2 separate regions of the Gossypium hirsutum genome follow, and region 2 is linked to region 1. A link is a contact called in public Hi-C data. All regions are on one chromosome and are shown on one strand. The core of a region is the stretch at or near the end of the contact, and the rest is flanking DNA. Distances in the headings are between cores, read along the strand shown.

What was found. A called contact is a pair of places that touch in the nucleus more often than the background predicts.
Region 2: a Hi-C map of leaf shows a contact between it and region 1, with 1.7 times the contacts expected there. The contact joins the enhancer-like site here to the promoter of LOC107901163 in region 1. A contact is called at or near these places in 12 of 34 Hi-C or Micro-C datasets (callus, cotyledon, fibers and 3 more).

What each region holds. Positions count from the first base shown.
Region 1 is chrD06:12,329,532-12,333,604 of Gossypium_hirsutum_v2.1, reverse strand. It overlaps LOC107901163 (probable glutamate carboxypeptidase LAMP1), which reads right to left and starts at 1,951. Exons shown (of 12, transcript XM_016827057.2): 1 at 615-1,951; 2 at 446-513; 3 at 165-246; 4 at 1-56. The coding sequence starts at 1,562.
Region 2 is chrD06:12,373,649-12,377,721 of Gossypium_hirsutum_v2.1, reverse strand. No RefSeq gene overlaps it. Among protein-coding and RNA genes, the nearest start is that of LOC107901161, 25 kb to the left of the region's middle. Within about 2 kb of position 1,656, at least 9 of the 9 cell types and tissues checked have an H3K27ac peak or open chromatin away from gene starts, as enhancers often do. A contact at or near this core is called in cotyledon, fibers, hypocotyl and 1 more, where this site is marked.

The DNA.
Region 1 (4,073 bases), core at 702-3,201:
ATTGTTCGTCGTGGTTTCCAACCACTTCTTTGTAGTTTCTGGAGTCTTTGTGCAACCTGCATGATGGGGAATTCAGCTGAAATGCACAATTTGTCCCGAGGGTGAAATCTCTGCTTTTAGCTTTGCCAAGTAGAAAGTGTGGGATGTAATGGGATTATAATCACCTCTAGCAGTGCTGCAGTACCACTGTTGGGATCAACAGCTCCAAATGTCCATGCATCACGATGATTGCCCAGAATGACGAACCTAGCAATAGGATATCATTATAAAACAAGTGCTCTTAATTATTCCAAAGTCTTCTTATCATTGGCTAGTCATAGTGTTTGCTTAGTCGATTGCTATATTCATTGGTGAATTAGGTTAAGTCCTAATAATAATAGTGAATATCCAACACAAATGTGAGTAATTCATATGCAGCAATGTCCATATATGTTTCTGAATTTACCGATCAGGCTCCTCCACTCCTTCAATAACACCCATGACGTTTTGAATTGTTGCTATGACTTGTTTCCCCTGAAAATCTCATTCAAGCAAACCAACCCATTATTGACCATTTAAGTTGTGGTTCATTTTGACAGGTTGACCTATCCGAATTCAAGTTCATCAATGCTTACATTGTACTCGAGATTCACAACTCCTGGTCCTGGTCCAACTCTGTAAGTTGGGGCATCTATGCTTCCCTGCCAATTATCTTTTGCAATTTGTCCACCAATTAACCTCAAGATTGTTTCACCATCCGCACCTGATATCGGCATCGATGGTATTAAAGGAACATCTCCACTGCTCTCCACCTCCTCAATTGACACCCTCTCACACCCTTCACTGCTAGCCCATCCAGGCGTAGTGGGGTCACCAGACCCATTATAGACTGTTCCCACCTGAATACCACTCGGCGGCATCCATTTGTCATCGGGAAACCACTTTGCATCACCTCCCCCACCTCCATAATCTTTCCTATCAGTATACACCAGTGCCCCAATAGCACCAGCTTCAAACGCATTCATCACAATGTCTCCCCTATAAATCTCTCCGTATCTCGCCAAAACCACAGTACCAGTAACGTTCACTCCCATTTCTTTCAATGTCCCGTAGTCCTCCACCCGCCCATAGTTCACATAAACCACTGGCCCGACAACCGAACCAGACTTGGCATATGCGTGGTTAGTAGGCAGCACTTCATCAGCCACATCTGCATAGGGATCACCCTCGTATATTTCCTGCTTGAGATCAAAAGTTATAGGCGGTTCTGAAGGAGAAGGTGTCAGAGTCAAGGAACGTGAATATGGGTAGGTTAATAAAACATCATAGGAGACGATATGTGCCTTGATGTTGCAGGCGGAGAGTGTTGAAAGAACATAGGATGCAGCCTCAGCGTTGGCTTGGGAGCCTGCAACATGTGGGCGGCGGGTGAGGGTGCGGAGGTGGTGAGATATGGAGGCATTATCGGACAGGGAACTGGATATAAACAGCGAGTGATAATATGATTTTGGAGGGGGAGAAAAGAGGAGAATAAAGAAAGAGGTGGCTATGGCTAGGAACGTGGCTCCGGTGGTTTTCAACATGGAAGCTTAATCGGTCTTCAATGCCTAATTCGTTTTGACTGTTGAGGTTCTATTTGGTTTTGCAATGATGGGTTGAGGAAGAAAATAGATTTAAACTACTAGATAATGATTGAATGAATGAAAATTGACATATATATGTATATATATTTATGATTTGCTGCTAACGAAGGATGATAAAATGGCAATGTTTTAGTAGCAGTGTTGGAAATTTCATATCGATATCCCTTTGTTTTTCTTGGTTTAATCTTTGGATTCTTAATTTTTGTTTTGTTGTTATGATTGGGAATGTAAGCCTAACCGTTTGATGATTCCAAACCCCATCCATTACAAAATACAAACATTGAGGTAGAAACTCTAACTCATTTGAGTTGGATTGTTTCTTCTTATCTTTCCCTAAGAGTAGCTAAGCTTGTATCCACTGATGTAGTAACGTCAACTACCAAAGGCAACTTGACATTTAGTTCATGGCAATTTTATTGATTAAATTAAGGGCTGTCTGAAAGTAGAAAGGGTAGTGTGGGTTTGGAACATTAGAACTCTTGGAAATTTGTACAGATATGATCACGGGCTTAGAGGAAGATGTCCCCTTTGGCTGCCCTTTTCCAGTTTTACAATTTACACTCAAAAAGCTTCTTTCTTTCACTCAATTTCTCTCTATATCCTCCCTCCCTGTTTTATTTTTTGAGTCAACGGGATAACTACTAATATTTTTTTTTTGGCTTCAATTCAAGAAACATGGGAGGTGGTCCTTCTGCCACGTGTCCTCCACCCTCAAATTGAATTCCAGAAATTCATCTCTATCCACTTCCAATGCTCTTTGACTTGTATGTTTGCTGGGCCTTTATATATATTATGTTTATTTTGGGCCTGCATCTGAATGCTCATTACTCATTTACCTTCTCTAACTTTAAAACTTAAATATCCATACTATTATTTAAATCTTTAATTAAATAAATATCACGAGTTAACTAGGCATCATCTCGATTTTAAAAATTAAAAAAATTATTTTTCATAATTAAAATAAATTATATTATTTAAGGATATTTTACGTTGAAAAAATTCAGTTTAGAAAATAATTTTGTTGCATGACAGAAAATTAATTTTTTTTCTAAAACCGAACTATTATGTTATTTATAGCAATAAACCCTTCACTAAATTTATACTTATATTTTGGGACAGGTGGTAAAGGAAGTTCCCAGCTTTCAACCAACGTGATCTTTTCCACTATTCTCACACCTACGCTTGCTTACAATGTAGGCTTTAATCACGAACCGATAAATACAATGAAAAATTTATTGATGCTAAAAGTCACTCTCTCAAGATTTAAAATTTATTTAGAGGAATAAATCTCACTAAATTTTGATAAAGTGTCAAAGCTTAATGTGGTGTGTCTTTTGACCTTGCCATTGGTCTCTATTTATAGAGGAAATCACAAGAATCTTAGTTGAACAAAAAAAAAACAAAACATTTTAATAGAAAAATACACCTACCCCTATTGAGAAAGACTGTGGGTGGCAACACCCTTGTTCCACCTATGGGATCTAGGGTTGCCGCTCATCATGTTACAATATGGGATTTTGGGCTCATATTGTATATTAGGTATAATTATATGTATTATCTAGTTTTTAAACCAACTCAATAATTTAATCAACCTAATAAACAAATTTCTATTCCCAACATATTATTTGTGTAAATAAATAAATTTAATTTATTTCCTAATTCAATTATTTTCTCAACCCAATTCTAACTTCATTAAAGTTATGATAACTTTTTTTGGGGTCGCAACGAAGGTATCCACTGACGGCACCATACCAAACCTCATGGTTAAATCATGACAACTTTACCATACTAGAATCTATGGCTAAATAAATTTAATTAACTTATTCAATAAAATTGTGATAACTAATTAATTTAATTTTCACTTTGAAATTTAATTATTTAATTACATTCAATTAAATAATAAATAATAATTCAAAGAAATTAATTTAATCTCTAAGTCATCTTTTGGCTTATAGCCGTGAAACACATTCACTACGAACATTGATACATACAATCCATTTCTCTAATTTGTTGTGTTCATTTATTTTCATCTCATTGATTCAAATACAAACCATCAGGTTATACTGAACTAGCGAAAGGACATATTGAACATATATAATTAGGACTCAAATAATTTGTAATTAAGTTTTGATCCTTTATCTATTGTTTGCAACATTATTTAGTCATGGAGTCATTCCACTAAAGTATCATAACTGAGCTCTTATTATTATATACCATTACGAAAACTACTTATCAAATGCTTGTCCAATGACACTGTCATATGTGTGTTACCCTCATAGGATATCCTTAATCTCTATGGGTTAAATTTGTTCACCCAGTATGATCTTATTTTATCTCATAGTAACCATTACATCTTCATTAAAAAATCAATTACTAACACATAGTAATTAAATCATTCGTCCTAAACAAATGAACCATGACCACATTACTTTTCCATCTATCATGTAATGT
Region 2 (4,073 bases), core at 407-2,906, 44 kb before region 1:
TATATGCAATATGATTGGCATTGTCTATAAATTCGACTAAAATATGGAAATTGGTGTAAGACGGTGGTTTACACAAATTATTGTCTTTTATGCAGCACATTGATATCGAATATCGAATATCATGGTGGAGAATCATATCTAGAAAGTCTAATATAAATTCTTGCCTAATGTTTGTTTTGGTTGTGGCCAATACATGCATGTTAAAGAGTTTTGTCGAGCTGCTAGAAGGGTTGAGATAGTGGATCCACCGAAAAATGTTAACATCCATAAAAATGATAGTACTAACCCGATCGAGCCTGAGATGTTCGGACCATGTATATTGAAACAAATGTCAAGAAATTGATGTCTATCCCAAAAGACGCACAAGGGAGTAATTTGGACAGATCTCAATTTTCAATATTGGAGAAAAACTAGGAGATGCTAGGTATTGTGGTGATAGTTGAGGATTCACAGGCTGTTTAATCTGGAGATAAGGTTGAGGCTGTTTCAAAACATTTATTGTATTCATTATTAGTAAAAAATAATAGTATGAGGATTTATGCTTGAATGATGAAGGTGCTCTAGAAGTAGCCGATGAGGGTGTGGTTGAAATGGCCCACTCTCTTTATTTTATAATTGGTTGGACATCCAAAGTTTTATGGTAGAATTATGAGCAGCAGGCAAAAACAGAATCGTTTAGAACTTTAACAATATCAAAATTTGAAACTCAAATATTTATATACTTCGCCAAATAATTTGTAAGAGCCCATTTTTGCCCGATCCAATAAACTAAATGAAAACCCAAAAATAATAATAAATAATAATACAGTCCAATTACAAAAAAAAACATGTCCAGTTTATTACAACGGAGCCCAAATCTTTTTTAACCCAAACCTAAACCTGATCCTAAGCCCAACACACCCGATTCCAGCCCAATAGCCAAAACCAGCCCAGATTTTTACAGAAACCCTAAACAGATTCAGAAATCACAGGCACCGCAGCAATGGGATCCAGGCCTTCGCACGTGCATCACCGCTACGTGCCACGTCTCCATGCGCTGCGTCGAGCCGCGCCACGTCACCGTACGACCTCCGTACACCTGCAACACACAAAGAGCGCAAGCAGCAACCATGCACAAAAAAACAGCAGCAAAACGCAGAAAAAGGCCAGAGGATAACAAAAAAAAAATAGAGGGATTTCTTTTGTATTTCCGGCTATAAAAGCGATCAAGATTTGTAAAAAGGAACCTTTTTTTTTTACACAACGCATACTGTATCGAAAATCAAAAAAGAAATAAAAATCGAAAGAAGGTGACTCCTTCTTCTTTTCCTTCTAATTTTTCTTTGCTTTTTTTCTCTGTTCTTCTATTTTGTTATGGTATATAGATGTATATATAAGAAAAGGGGTTAAAGGAGGAGCAGCATACCTGGCTTTGCCCACTCCGTCGCAATCGGAGATCGGGCGAAGATCGGCCTGGTCGTTGGCGGCGTTCAAAGGGGTTAAGGTTGAAACCCTAGCAGAACTCTCCTTTTTTTGTTTTTTTTTAAGAACTGAAGTAGAAATGATTTTAAGGAAAAAGTTTTGTTTTAAATAACGAAAAGGAAACGACGCCGTTTCACGGCATAGATCCGCGCGGTGACCCGACCCGGGAAAGGATCCGCGCGTCCAGCCTTTATGGTCTATTTGCGTGGCGAGTCCCTCTGGTTTTGTGGAGTCTCGATTTGATTTTCTTCAATTCTTTGAATTTGTATCGCATATTTTTTTTGTTTTCACTTGGATCCAATTTTAAACGGCGCCGTTTTCAGTGTTAAGATCTGCTTATTTATTTTTTGCGTTTAATTGCTAATTTAGTCCCGTAACATTAAGTCAGATTTCAATTTAGTGCATGTTGGTCTTTCTTTTTTAATTTTTATATTAGATTTTAAATATATTTAATCCTATTTTGACATATATATCAAAATTTAGTATTATTTTAATATTTAGCTTTTGATAGTTTTTTTATTTCATTATTATCATATAACAAGTTAATATTTTGTATTATTGATCATATCTTTTAAATTCACCGTGCAATAGTTTTATTATTATTTTTGTTATATGTTTTAGGAAAATGTTAATATTTAATTTATTATTCATTAATACACATTTTTGAAGATTTGATATAATTTATATGTATATTATGTTTTATCTTTGTTTAAAAGTTTATCTTTTTAGTATATTATATATCAAATATTTACATAATAATATTTTTTACATATAACACAATTCTTCATATACATGTGAATTATTAATTATTTTAAAAAATGTGTTAACGTTATGATATTAGATATTATTAAGATTATGGATTTCAAGAATTTTTAATATGTTTATGTAGATATTTTAAATCGATTTTATTTATATGTAATTCATTAAAAAAACTTATGTATGAAATTTTATATATATGTATGGTATATTTGTATGATTATGTTGTATACTACTTTTATGAAATTAATAAATGTATATTAGTTGTTACGAATTCGTTTCAAAATATTGTTCTATAATGCTATGATCATTTCATGCCAAGTTTATTGTAAATTCATGTATAATGTGAGTAAAATTGTTGTTACTTCATTTGTATTTATTTATTGCTTATTCGGCTACTTCTTAGTCTAAGTTTGAATTATCATTGATCTTTTACATTACATGCTTCTCTTAAAATTTTTACTTTTCTCATTCTATTTCATATTAAAAAAGCCTAGTGTTCATAATTTTCGAAAGAATTGTGCCCTAATTTACAGGGTTCCAATTTTTCTCGATGAATTTAGTTAGCCAAGTGCTTATTTTATTAAAACCGTCCAATTTTAAAACGAAGCATCTAGGATTTCAGAATGTTGGATCCTAACTTACTAAATGTGACATTCTGTTATCCCGATTTTAAAATAAAGGCAATGTTTGATGTTTAGGAATTTCGAGAAATTGAACCCTAACTCACTGGATTTTGATTTCTCATTAGACTTAAATGACCAAATAACCTTCTCAAAATACATGGATTATAAAAAAGACATATTTAATTTCAAAGATCGAATAGTTGCACCCTAACTCACTGAGTGTAGCAATTTATTTCTTCAAAATGAGTCCGTCTATTATTCAATTTGGTTTATTCAAATTTAAACTTCAAAGATCATATTTTAAAATCATTTCAAATTCTCGACACTAAGACATTAAATAATCAATTCGGTACCAATTTTGGGCGTCACGAGGGTGCTAACCCTTCCTCGTGCGTAACCGACTCCCGAACCTATTTTTTTAAAATTTGCAGACCTAAAATTATTTTCAAGGTGATCCGATCACACCACAATAAAAGATCGGTGGCGACTCCCATTTTATTTTAAAATCGATCCCCTTTTTTTTTCAATTTAAAAAATGTCTAAACATAATTCATACTTAAAATTTTAATTATGCTTGAAGAAGTTTTCTTAATTATCTAATTAACCAAAATTTTATTTAATTGTAAAATCCAATTTAAGATCACTTTACATTGTAATAACATGCTTTTTTTTTTCTCACTAGAATTTATTTCTAAAATATTAAAATTTATTTATAAAAAATATAAATGATTATCCGGATGCAAATGAATTAAATAAAAAAATTTAATATTAAATAAATATAAATTACCAACTTTAAATTAACTTATTTTTTTTTAACAGTGTGGCGTGATCGGTAAAATAGGACGTGATTAGCGAGGCTCGATCTTAATGCACAGTTTGTGTTTTTGTTTTTTAGAATATTGAACAGACTAGGAATTGCGATTATTGCTTCGGGTTAATGCCAAGCATATGGTTTCGTGGACAACCATACCTTTTTTAATTATCAAGCAATCTATTCATTTTCACATTTTATATGATTCCTCAAACATGTTGTGTTTCTATTTTATACTTAATATTATCAAACCGAATATTCGATGTATTACCATATTATCCTATAATTATAGAATTGAATTTTAAATTTTTAAATGTAATTTTATTATTGTATTAATTTATAATTATATAATTTGTTGATACACAGTATCAACAGAAGTGGAGAATGAGGGGGAGGATGTTCTGGTGAAGAAGTAGAAT